Linked DNA regions of Sus scrofa: all the other regions are linked to region 2. The links are chromatin contacts, called in public Hi-C and HiChIP or PLAC-seq maps. All regions are on one chromosome and are shown on one strand. Each heading gives the region's core, a stretch centred on a gene start, on an enhancer-like site or on the middle of the called end of the contact. The rest is flanking DNA. Distances are from core to core; before and after follow the strand shown.

Evidence for each region. A called contact is a pair of places that touch in the nucleus more often than the background predicts. HiChIP or PLAC-seq counts read pairs in DNA pulled down with a chosen protein or histone mark.
Region 1: a Hi-C map of epiblast stem cells shows a contact between it and region 2, with 2.2 times the contacts expected there. The contact joins the promoter of LOC110259834 here to the promoter of LOC110259833 in region 2. A contact is called at or near these places in 5 of 47 Hi-C or Micro-C datasets (embryonic fibroblasts, epiblast stem cells, fetal skeletal muscle and 1 more).
Region 3: a contact with region 2 is called in an H3K27ac HiChIP or PLAC-seq map of alveolar macrophages. The contact joins the promoter of TTYH3 here to the promoter of LOC110259833 in region 2. A contact is called at or near these places in 1 of 47 Hi-C or Micro-C datasets (embryonic fibroblasts) and 1 of 2 datasets of contacts at active chromatin or transcription factors (alveolar macrophages).

Annotation. Positions count from the first base shown.
Region 1 is chr3:1,822,636-1,825,721 of Sscrofa11.1, forward strand. LOC110259834 (proline-rich protein 36-like) reads right to left here and starts at 1,701. Exons shown (of 2, transcript XM_021086002.1): 1 at 1,497-1,701; 2 at 1-1,191.
Region 2 is chr3:1,665,942-1,668,926 of Sscrofa11.1, forward strand. It overlaps LOC110259833 (kinesin-like protein KIF19), which reads left to right and starts at 1,294. Exons shown (of 11, transcript XM_021085993.1): 1 at 1,294-1,421; 2 at 2,348-2,428. The coding sequence starts at 1,395. EIF3B (a long non-coding RNA gene) reads left to right here. Exons shown (of 19, transcript XR_002342196.1): 19 at 1-155.
Region 3 is chr3:1,852,218-1,855,235 of Sscrofa11.1, forward strand. TTYH3 (protein tweety homolog 3) reads right to left here and starts at 1,303. Exons shown (of 14, transcript XM_021085989.1): 1 at 1,018-1,303. The coding sequence starts at 1,140.

The DNA.
Region 1 (3,086 bases), core at 451-2,950, 160 kb after region 2:
TGACCCTGCCACACTCCTGGCGTCTGCTTCCCCAAGACCCCGCCCCCTCCATGGTCACTCCCCAAACCTTGGCCACCCCGTGGCAGCAGAGGGCCACTCTGCCTGCACCTGCTGTTATCCAGCTCACTCCCTCCGATTTCCTGAGTCCGCTGGGCCCCTGGTCCCCTACCCCTGGAGGGCTTGTCCCCCCCGCTGCCTGAAACCCCAGGGTCTGGTCACCCGCTGCAAGTCACCGTCACCTCCCTTGGCCTCTCTCACCTCCACACCTTCTGTAGTCTCTGACCTGCTGCTTTCAGCCTGCTGCCCACTCACCACCCACACCTGGGCGGCTGGAGGGCCTGCCTCCCCGCCTGGTGAGTCTCACCTGTGCCAGACCAAGCGTCGCGGGGGCCTCTGGGCAGACCCACCATCTCTGCCCCCCACCCCCGCTCTCCCACAGCACCCCACTTCCTCTCTGCTTCAGAGACCTGCCACCCCAGCCCCCGTTTGAATTGTTCTTCTCTGAAGGCGTCCAGGTCACCAAATGGCCGGTCATTTCCTAGTCCTCGTGGAACCCGGCCATCAGCAGCATCCGCTGGGGTCCCTCATCCCACGACACTGTCACAGCTCCCAGGACACCCACTGTCCTGGGCTTCCTCTGGCCTCCCTGGTCACCCCTCCACCTCTTAAATGCCAGATTGGAGGCCCCCAGCCCGGTCCTTGGCCCTGCCATCTCCTCGTCCACACTCACTCGCTGGGAGATGTCACCCAGGCTTGTGGCTTTCAACACAGGTCCAAGCCAGACTCCACCCGACAGTCTCCACCCAGTGCTCTCCCAGAATCCCAGACGCGTTCATCCCGCCACCTCTCCTGTCGGCTGCACCCCACAGGCCTACAAGGCCTTGTGCTCGCCTGGCTACAAGACTGAAGGAAGCCTGGAGTCAGCGACACATACGGCAGTGGTTTAATGGATGGGGGAGCTTACATGTCTGCAGCAACGTCCTGGAGCGACGAACCACCGCGGGCGTGGGCAGGACAGGGCAGTGGCAGTGCTCTGCTCCAGAGAGGAAGGGGAGCCTGCCAGTCATAGGCGGAATTGACTTCAGGTTAGCGCGCTAGTTAGCAGAGAAACCAGCAAGGCACGCCCCTCACAGCCCGCTGATAAAAACAATCAGCAGCTGGGGCCTGCGCAGGTCTGCAGGTAGGTCAGTCCTGAGCGCGGGTACAGGTGAAGCAGGTACAGGTCGGGCAGCGGATGTAGAGAGAGCAAGAGAACAGCCATCTTGAGTGGCCTGACCATACATCTCCAAACCTTCCCTGGGTTATTTCACGAACACCTCGGGCTCCACATCTCCAACACTGGACCTTCCCCAATCCTGTGTCTTTGTGACAATACCTCCCCGTCAACTGCTCAACCCAAAGCCCCTGCCTACACGCAGTCTGCCAGGAAGTCCTGCTGGTGTCACTTTCCCAAGCCCAGTCCCTTTTCACTGGCCTGGGCCACCCTCGGCTCTCACCTGCATCACTTCTGCCCTTGCTCCTGTCTTGACTCAGCAGGCAGGGCCATCCTTTAAAGTGAGTGTTAGGTCACTTCAGTCTGCTCAGACCCTCCGTGGCCTAACCCTGAGTCAAGGTCAAAGTCCTTACAAGGCCTACAAGCCCTTGGCAGTCCCCACCCGCTGCTTCATTTCTTTTTCTTTTTTTTTTTTTGTCTTTTTGCTATTTCTTGGGCCGCTCCCGCGGCATATGGAGGTTCCCAGGCTAGGGGTCCAATCGGAGCTGTAGCCACCAGCCTACGCCAGAGCCACAGCAACGCAGGATCCGAGCCGCGTCTGCAACCTACACCACAGCTCATGGTAACGCTGGATTGTTAACCCACTGAGCAAGGGCAGGGATCGAACCCGCAACCTCATGGTTCCTAGTCGGATTCGTTAACCACTGCGCCACGACGGGAACTCCCGCTGCTTCATTTCTAACCACTCTCCCCTTGATGCTTCCGCTCCGGTCACCTTCACCTCCCTGCTTGGACATGCTGGGCGTGTAGCTGCCTCAGGGCCTTTGCTCACTCTGCCTGGAATGCTTTTCTCAGATAGTCTCCAGATCTTCCCACAGTACGCAGAATAATGGCCCCCAAAGATGTCCAAGGGCTAATCCCTGGGATCTATGACTTTGTCGCCTTAGGGGGCAAAAGGATTTTGCAGGTCTGAGAAAATTAAGGCTCTCAAGATGGGAAGAACATCCTGGATGATCTAGGTAGGCCCGATGCTCAGAGAGGTCCTTTAAAGAGGGAGGCAGGGAGTTCCCGTCGTGGCGCAGTGGTTAACGAATCCGACTGGGAACCATGAGGTTTCGGGTTCCATCCCTGCCCTTGCTCAGTGGGTTAAGGATCTAGCGTTGCTGTGAGCTGTGGTGAAGGTTGCAGACACAGCTCGGATCCCCCCATTGCTGTGGCTCTGGCGTAGGCCAGTGGCTACAGCTCCGATTCGACCCCTAGCCTGGGAACCTCCATATGCCGTGGGAGTGGCCCAAGAAATGGCAAAAAAGACCGGAAAAAACAAAACAAAACAAAACAAAAAAACCAGTTAAAAAAAAGAGGGAGGCAGGAGGGCCAGGGTCAGAACAAAAATGACCTAAAGGTGCTGCGTTGCTGGCCAGGAGGATGCAGGAAGGGGCCGTTAGCCAAGGAGTGTGGCAGCCTCGAGAGGCAGGACGCCACTGTGCCTGCCCTGATATGCAGGCAGGAAGCTGGGGCCTCAGAGGGCCAGGGTCTTTGCCTCTTGGCCCCTGGCTCTCATTCCAAGCCTGGGGCTCGCTCGCCTTTTTTGGCTCCTAGGCCCAAAGGTCCCCAGTTCACTCTCTTCCCCCCATGGCACCACGGCAGCACAGAGCCCCAAACGTCTCCACCCCTGGGTGCTCAGCGTCTCCCCTTCAGAGCTTACGTATCCTGGGCCCCCTTCCTCAGAAGCCAGTCAAATCTGAACCACTGGGCCAGGCTGCTGGCGTGTGCCCAGTGCCCCTGCAATGCCACGGGAGCCTGGTTGTCCTCAGCGGGGACTCACAGCCCCCTCCCCACCTGTGCACCCCGCATGGGAGAACATGCCTCCTCC
Region 2 (2,985 bases), core at 44-2,543:
GATTTTCTAATTCCAGGGCAGCAAGAAGGAAAAGGCACACGGTTCTGTCACATCAACAGGTTTTTAAAAGAGCTTTCAAAACAGCAACTTTCACTGTCTTGAGCTGGCTGGTTGTAACTTCACAGAGGGCGTAAAATAAAGGGATTTCTGAAGCACTTGCGCTGGCGTTCCCTCTTCCTCTGTAGCGCCGCCTTTCCCAGGGCTGGCCCTTTGTAGAGGAATTTCCTGACCCAGACTGTGGGGCACCGGAGGGGGCAGAGCGTCCCAGTGTGGTGGCGAGAGCAGTGGTGGCGCTGGGCCCTGGCGGCCCACGCAGGCCTGGTCTCCGTCGTGTCTCCACAGGGGTCGGGATGTGAGGGCCTTGCCCTCTTGTTAGAACTGGGTGACAGGCTCTCCAGCAGGTTCCTGGTGGGTCAGAGGCCGGGCCTGCATGGGGCAGGGTGTGGACATGAGCGGGGTACCCTGCCCCGCAGCCCGGAAGTCCTAGAGCCCAGCGTTGACCTGGACACCAAGGACGAGAATGGGCAGGACCAGCACAGCCCTGCCCACAGGCAGCCAAGTGACCGTGGCTGGTGGGTCCCTCTGCGGGGCTGGCCCCGCTGGGGAGCCATCGTGACCCCCACCTGGGGCCCAGCCCTGCCGGTACGCGTGGCCTCTGGTTCCTTGCACTCTGTGGTTTGGGTCACTGAGTTGGATTCCTCCCCTCAGAGCTTCGTGAATCCACACCGCGGTGTGTATCGAGGTGCAGCAACAGTTCGCTGCATTTGCACCGTCTCTGGCCCTGACGGGAGCAGCGCTGCTGTCGCCTGGCACACGGTGAGCTGGGTGACCTGGCAATGCAGCCCGCGCGGTTCAGCGGTTCGCGGCGCAGGGACTTCCCTGGAGGCCGCAGTGGAACAGCTGAGCGCAGCGTTTAAGCAGTAAATACACCCGGCGGGTCATGGGAGCCGGGCCCAGGTGTGGCGGAGACAAAAGACCTGCAGGGCATTTCAAGGTTGCTTTAAAAATGCCCTAGGAAATGACTCCGTTTCGAGAAGCAGTCCTAGGAAATCAGCTCATTAAATGTTAGCTGGTGGCATCTGTCCCTCTTGGGTGGGCCACTCCCCTGCCAAGCCTGGAGCAGGTCTCAGGCAGGCTCGGCCTGCGGTTGCCGTGGCGTTAGACTGGGGGCCCACCCCAACCGCCTGGGCAGTCCCTGAGTTGCTGAGACACTGAAGGACTAGCTGGGCTCCTGGGGCCCCGCTGATGTCACCGGGGCGGGGCGGGGCGGGGCTGACGTGTGGACAGGCCTCCCGCCGGGAGAGCGGGGAGCCAGGAAGGAGCTCTCTGGCCAGCCACGCCCTCCGGCCCGGCTGCGGACCCTCCCGGCCCGGGGCAGCCCTGCCCTGAGGGAGATGGAGCCCAAGGACCAGCCGCTCACGGTGAGCATCCTCCTCGTGTGCCGGCTCCGCCGGGCTGCGTGTCCCGGGGCTGCCGCCTCCCCGCCCTGGCCTCCTGACCCACTGCACCCCACGCCTGCGTGTCACAGGTCAGGCGGGTCTCCTGTTGGCCTGGGTCCCTGTCCAGGGCCCAGCCCCGCTCCGCTGAGCCTTCCCTCAAGGGGCCCTAGGGCCCTCCTGCCCTCTGAATCTCACTCCCCAGGGAGCTTGGGGCCTGGACCACGATCCCCGGCCAGGATGAATGGAACCCCCACTCCAGCCCAATCAAGGCCCCCCGAGGCCTGAGCAGACCCTTCTCCGGGGTGACATGGGATGGGCTGAGGCCAAAGACTTGCCCGTACGGTGGGCTGGGTACAGAGAGCCCGTCCGGAGGAACTTTCTCCACCTCACAGACGGGACAGCAGGGCCCAAAAGCGTAGCGCTGGATTTCAGGGGCAGCTCACCCATGACCAAGGTGGACTGGAGGCTGGGGCAGCGTGGTCCCAGAGGGCCCCTCGGAGAGGGGGCAGGTGGGAAGCAGAGTGCAGGGATTTCCTACTTGAAAAAGCAGCTTTTGCTCAGAAATGCTCACAGCCTGCAAGAAGGTTTGGGTTCCTCGGGCAGTGGGCAAAAAAGCCGGCGAGGTGGTGAGATGCCTTAGCAGCTGTGTGACCTTAGGCAAATGACTTCGCCTCTCTGTGCTGAAGTCTCTCCCTTCAGACCGAGGAGGGTCACTTGACCACAGTGCTCTTCTTGTTCCTGAGGCTGCGTAAGGAAGTTAGCACCTGGGGGGCCCGGGGATCAGGGGCCTTGACTATCTCACCAGGAGTGGAAGGCTCGTGGGAGGTCGGGCCGGGGTCTCTGCGCTAGAAGGAGGGGGAGCTCCCTCCCCAGCCCGGAAGGCAGCTGCCGCGGTGTCCTGCCCACAGGTGGCGCTTCGGATCCGCCCGCTCAATGACGCGGAACTGGAGGAAGGGGCCACTGTCATCGCCCACAAGATGGGGGACCAGGTGAGGCGGTGTCTCGGGGTCACGGAGTTGCTCGCCCGCAAGTGCTCGCCTCCCTCCCTTCCTTCCAGAAAAATTAACATCGTGCTCAAGGCACGTTCCAGACGCCGGGATGGAGCCGAGAGGGGATCCAGGGCCCCGGCCCCAGCCCTGGCCCCGCTCCCTTCCTAGTGTGGGGTCGGGGGTGGGTGGGGAGGACATCAAACAAGAGACGAAAGTGTGCTGCTGGGAGTTGAGGCACAGAGGGGAATAAAGCGGACCGAGGCGGTTGCAAAGCGCCTCTGATGAGACGTTTGAGCTCACAGAGAGGAGGTGGGAGAGGTGGGGTCTCCAGGGGGAGGAGGTGCCCTAAAGCGGAAGTCGGGGTGTCCGCTTGAGGACCAGCTTCTCGCAGCCAGGACGGGGTCTGAGGGGCCAGAGTGGCTAGGCAGGCCGGGGGCAGGGTGGGGGGGGGTCGAGTGTACCCTGACGAAAGGGCCTGGGTGGTCGCCCGCTGCCACGTTGCCAAGGACGCCTGCTCCTTAGAAACCAGCTCAGAAGCTGAGCGATCAGCAGGCTTT
Region 3 (3,018 bases), core at 53-2,552, 190 kb after region 2:
TCTGGAATCCAGATCCCCAGGCAGGACGGAAATGCCCACAGCCTGGTCCCCTGCCCTATACTCCAATGGCTGTGGCTCAGGGACAGGGGTGGCCCTGAGGCTTGGCATGACCCCAGACCTAGGGCTCCGCTGGGAGACCCCGGTCACTTGGGGAGATGACGGTGAGGGGTTGGTACCGCCCCCAGCCCTGCCCAGGCTCAGCCCCTCTCCAGCCTTCCAGACTGAGGCCCATCTTGCGGCCACAGGGCCGGGCCTCCGTCCCTCAGGGCTACAGCCCGCCAGGTCTCTGGGCAGGCACCGTGTGTACATCCCACAGCCTGGCTGCCCAGGAGGGAGTCAGTACCAGCCAAGGCGGGCTGGCATGTACCCAGACCACTCACCCCCAAAAGCACGGCAGTGAGTGGGATTCCCCGGCTGGGGGTGAAGAGCAAGGGATCCCCTCCTGGCTGCACCCAGTGCGCTCAGGCACTAGCGGTGGTCTCAGAGCCCTGGAGTTCTCTGGGTGGGGGGCTCTGCCCGGCGCAACACTCCAAGAGCTGCCCCTGGTTAGGGGCCCTGGCAGGCACTGACAGGTGGCAGAGGGGCTCCATGGAGGGGAGTGACGTGGCCCCTCCTAACCCCAGAGAGGAGGGTCTCAGTGACTCCAGAGAAGGCTAGCATGTGCAGAAGAGCTGTGGGCCCTCCATGGGGTGGGGGTCCTTCAACTGTCCAGCAGGGGAGACTCCTGACCCAGGAGATTCTCCGGAAGGAGGGCTGTGACCCACGAGGAGGAGTGGGCAGTAATCCTCAATGCAGGGTGGGGTCTTTAAATCCTCCAGGAGGAGGGCCCCCACCCTCGGGGAGGAGGGTTCAAGACCCACGGAGGAAGAGGGGGCTGGGAGTCTTTAGACCTTGAGGAAAGAGGGGGCCGTGTTCCTGGTCAGGGGGATCGTGAGCCGCCGGGAGGGGGGCCCCGACCCTCGGAATGGAGGGGCTGTGACCCGGGATCTGACCCCCAACCCAGGGGGCCCGTGTTACCTGCTGGTAGTCCGTGTCCTCGGGCCGGAACTGGCTGCTGGTGGTCTCCCAGTGCAGGTCGAAGTGGGGCAGCCGGTGCAGGAGGCTCACCCACCAGGGCGCCGAGTAGCTGACCCCGGCCATGGCGGGCCGGCCGCTGGGGCGCGCGGCCGCCGCAGGGCTCCCTGGCTGGCCTGGGGCGCGGGGATCAGGGGCCCGCCGACCCCGGCCTGGCGGCCCGCATCGCCCGCGCGCTCCTGGGCCTGGCCCGGCCCGGCTCGGCCCGGCTCGGCCCGGCTCGGCTGCACTCGGCTCCGCTCGGCCGCCCGCGCCCGCCGCCTCTTTGTTCGCCGCCGCGGCCGCCGCCGCCGCCGCCGCCTCCGCGCGCCCCCGCCCACCGCCCGTCGTCCCGCCCCAGCGTCGTCATTGGCGAGTCGCTCTCCGGCTCCGCCCTTCGCACCTCGTCCCCGCCCCCGCTCCTCCATTGGCATCCTGGGAGAAGCTCCGCCCACCAAGGCCCCTCCTCGCCCCGCCGTGGGGCGCCGGGAGGGAAGGCTGGGAGGGCCCGCGAGCTCCTCCGCCGTTTCCAACGCAGATAGGCCGAGGGTCGGAAGCCTGCCTGCACCTGGGCGCGCGCTCTTTGGTTCTACCGTTGCACGTTCCCTGAGCTTCTGCGGGGACTGCCTGGAGGGGCTGCGCTGCGCTGCCCGCCCCCCGACCCCGCCTGTAGGCACGGCTCACACTTAGACCGCAGCGCCCCGCAAGGGACCCAGTGGCCTGTCTGTAGAATAAGGGTGATTCGAAGGCAGAGCCTGGCTTGGTGACCCAGAGGTTTGTGGTCCTGAGCTCTGAGCACCAGTGTCCGCACCTGTAAAGCGCTCAGAACGTCGGAGTGTGACCCAGTACAAGTGGGGGTGGAAGGTGGGGATCAATTTCCGTTTCTCCGCAGCCTTTGTGGAATGTTGCGTCTTTTGTCAAGACCTAGGAGAGAGACTGTGCTCTCTCCTGGCATCCTCGGGCCTGGAAATCCAGGCAGCTGCCAGAGAGGGCCGAGCGTGTACTTCGAAGCCACAGAGCCGCACTTCCTAGTGGAATATCCTCATGGCTCTTATAGGGATGGGGACTCCCCACCCCCACGACAGACAGGGGAGGCTGGAAACCCGCTGGTGCCTGGCCTCAGCACACTCCTCTCTACACAGCCCAGGGGCAATAGAGGCATCCTCTTGGCTCTAGCTTGGTATCGCCGTGGGCCATTGTTTCTGGGCCTCCTGCACTCTGAGAAACAGGTTTCCACACCCAGGGCTCTGGTGTCTGCCATGCTTGGGCTCAGCCAGCTCTGTGGCTGGGCTGGGTTCTTGCAGGCAGGGACAGCGCTGGGCCATGGCCTTCCAAGCCTGTCCATCTGCTCATCCGACTGCCCTCATTTGCCCAGTTTCCTGTGATACGTCCACGGAACCCCAGTGAGCCTCCTGCAAAGAGGCAACCACAGGACACGTGGGAAAAGTGGCCTCTGCATTGCTGTGGTTTCCACTTCCGGGTGATTCGGACACCGTCCAGTTGAGGGCTAACAGCCGGGCAGCAGACTGCACAGTCACCAAGTCCTGGCTTTGCGGTGATTCCCGTGCCCCCAGCACAAGCGTGGCAGGCGTACCAGGGTCCCCATATGGAGGCATGAGGTCCCTGAGCTCCTTTCCATGTCCCCAGAGACCTCACCAAATTGTGCATTGCCCTCTGGTAAGGCCAGACTTTATATGACGTGGTAACTCCAGTGTAAGGTGTTGAATCCTGTCCCCACCAAAGACAGGTCCAGGTCCCAAAGCTTGGTCCCTGTGACTATGATTTTATTTGGAAGTAGGGTCATTGCAGATGTGATCGAGGTAAGATGAGGTCGTCCTAGATTACAGAGGGCCCTGTCCAGGGATCCCCATCCATATGAGAGGGAAACTTGAACGTACTGCTCCGGAGATTCAGAGAAGGGGAGAGAACACCGTACAGACACAGAGGCAGAGCTCTGGGATGGAG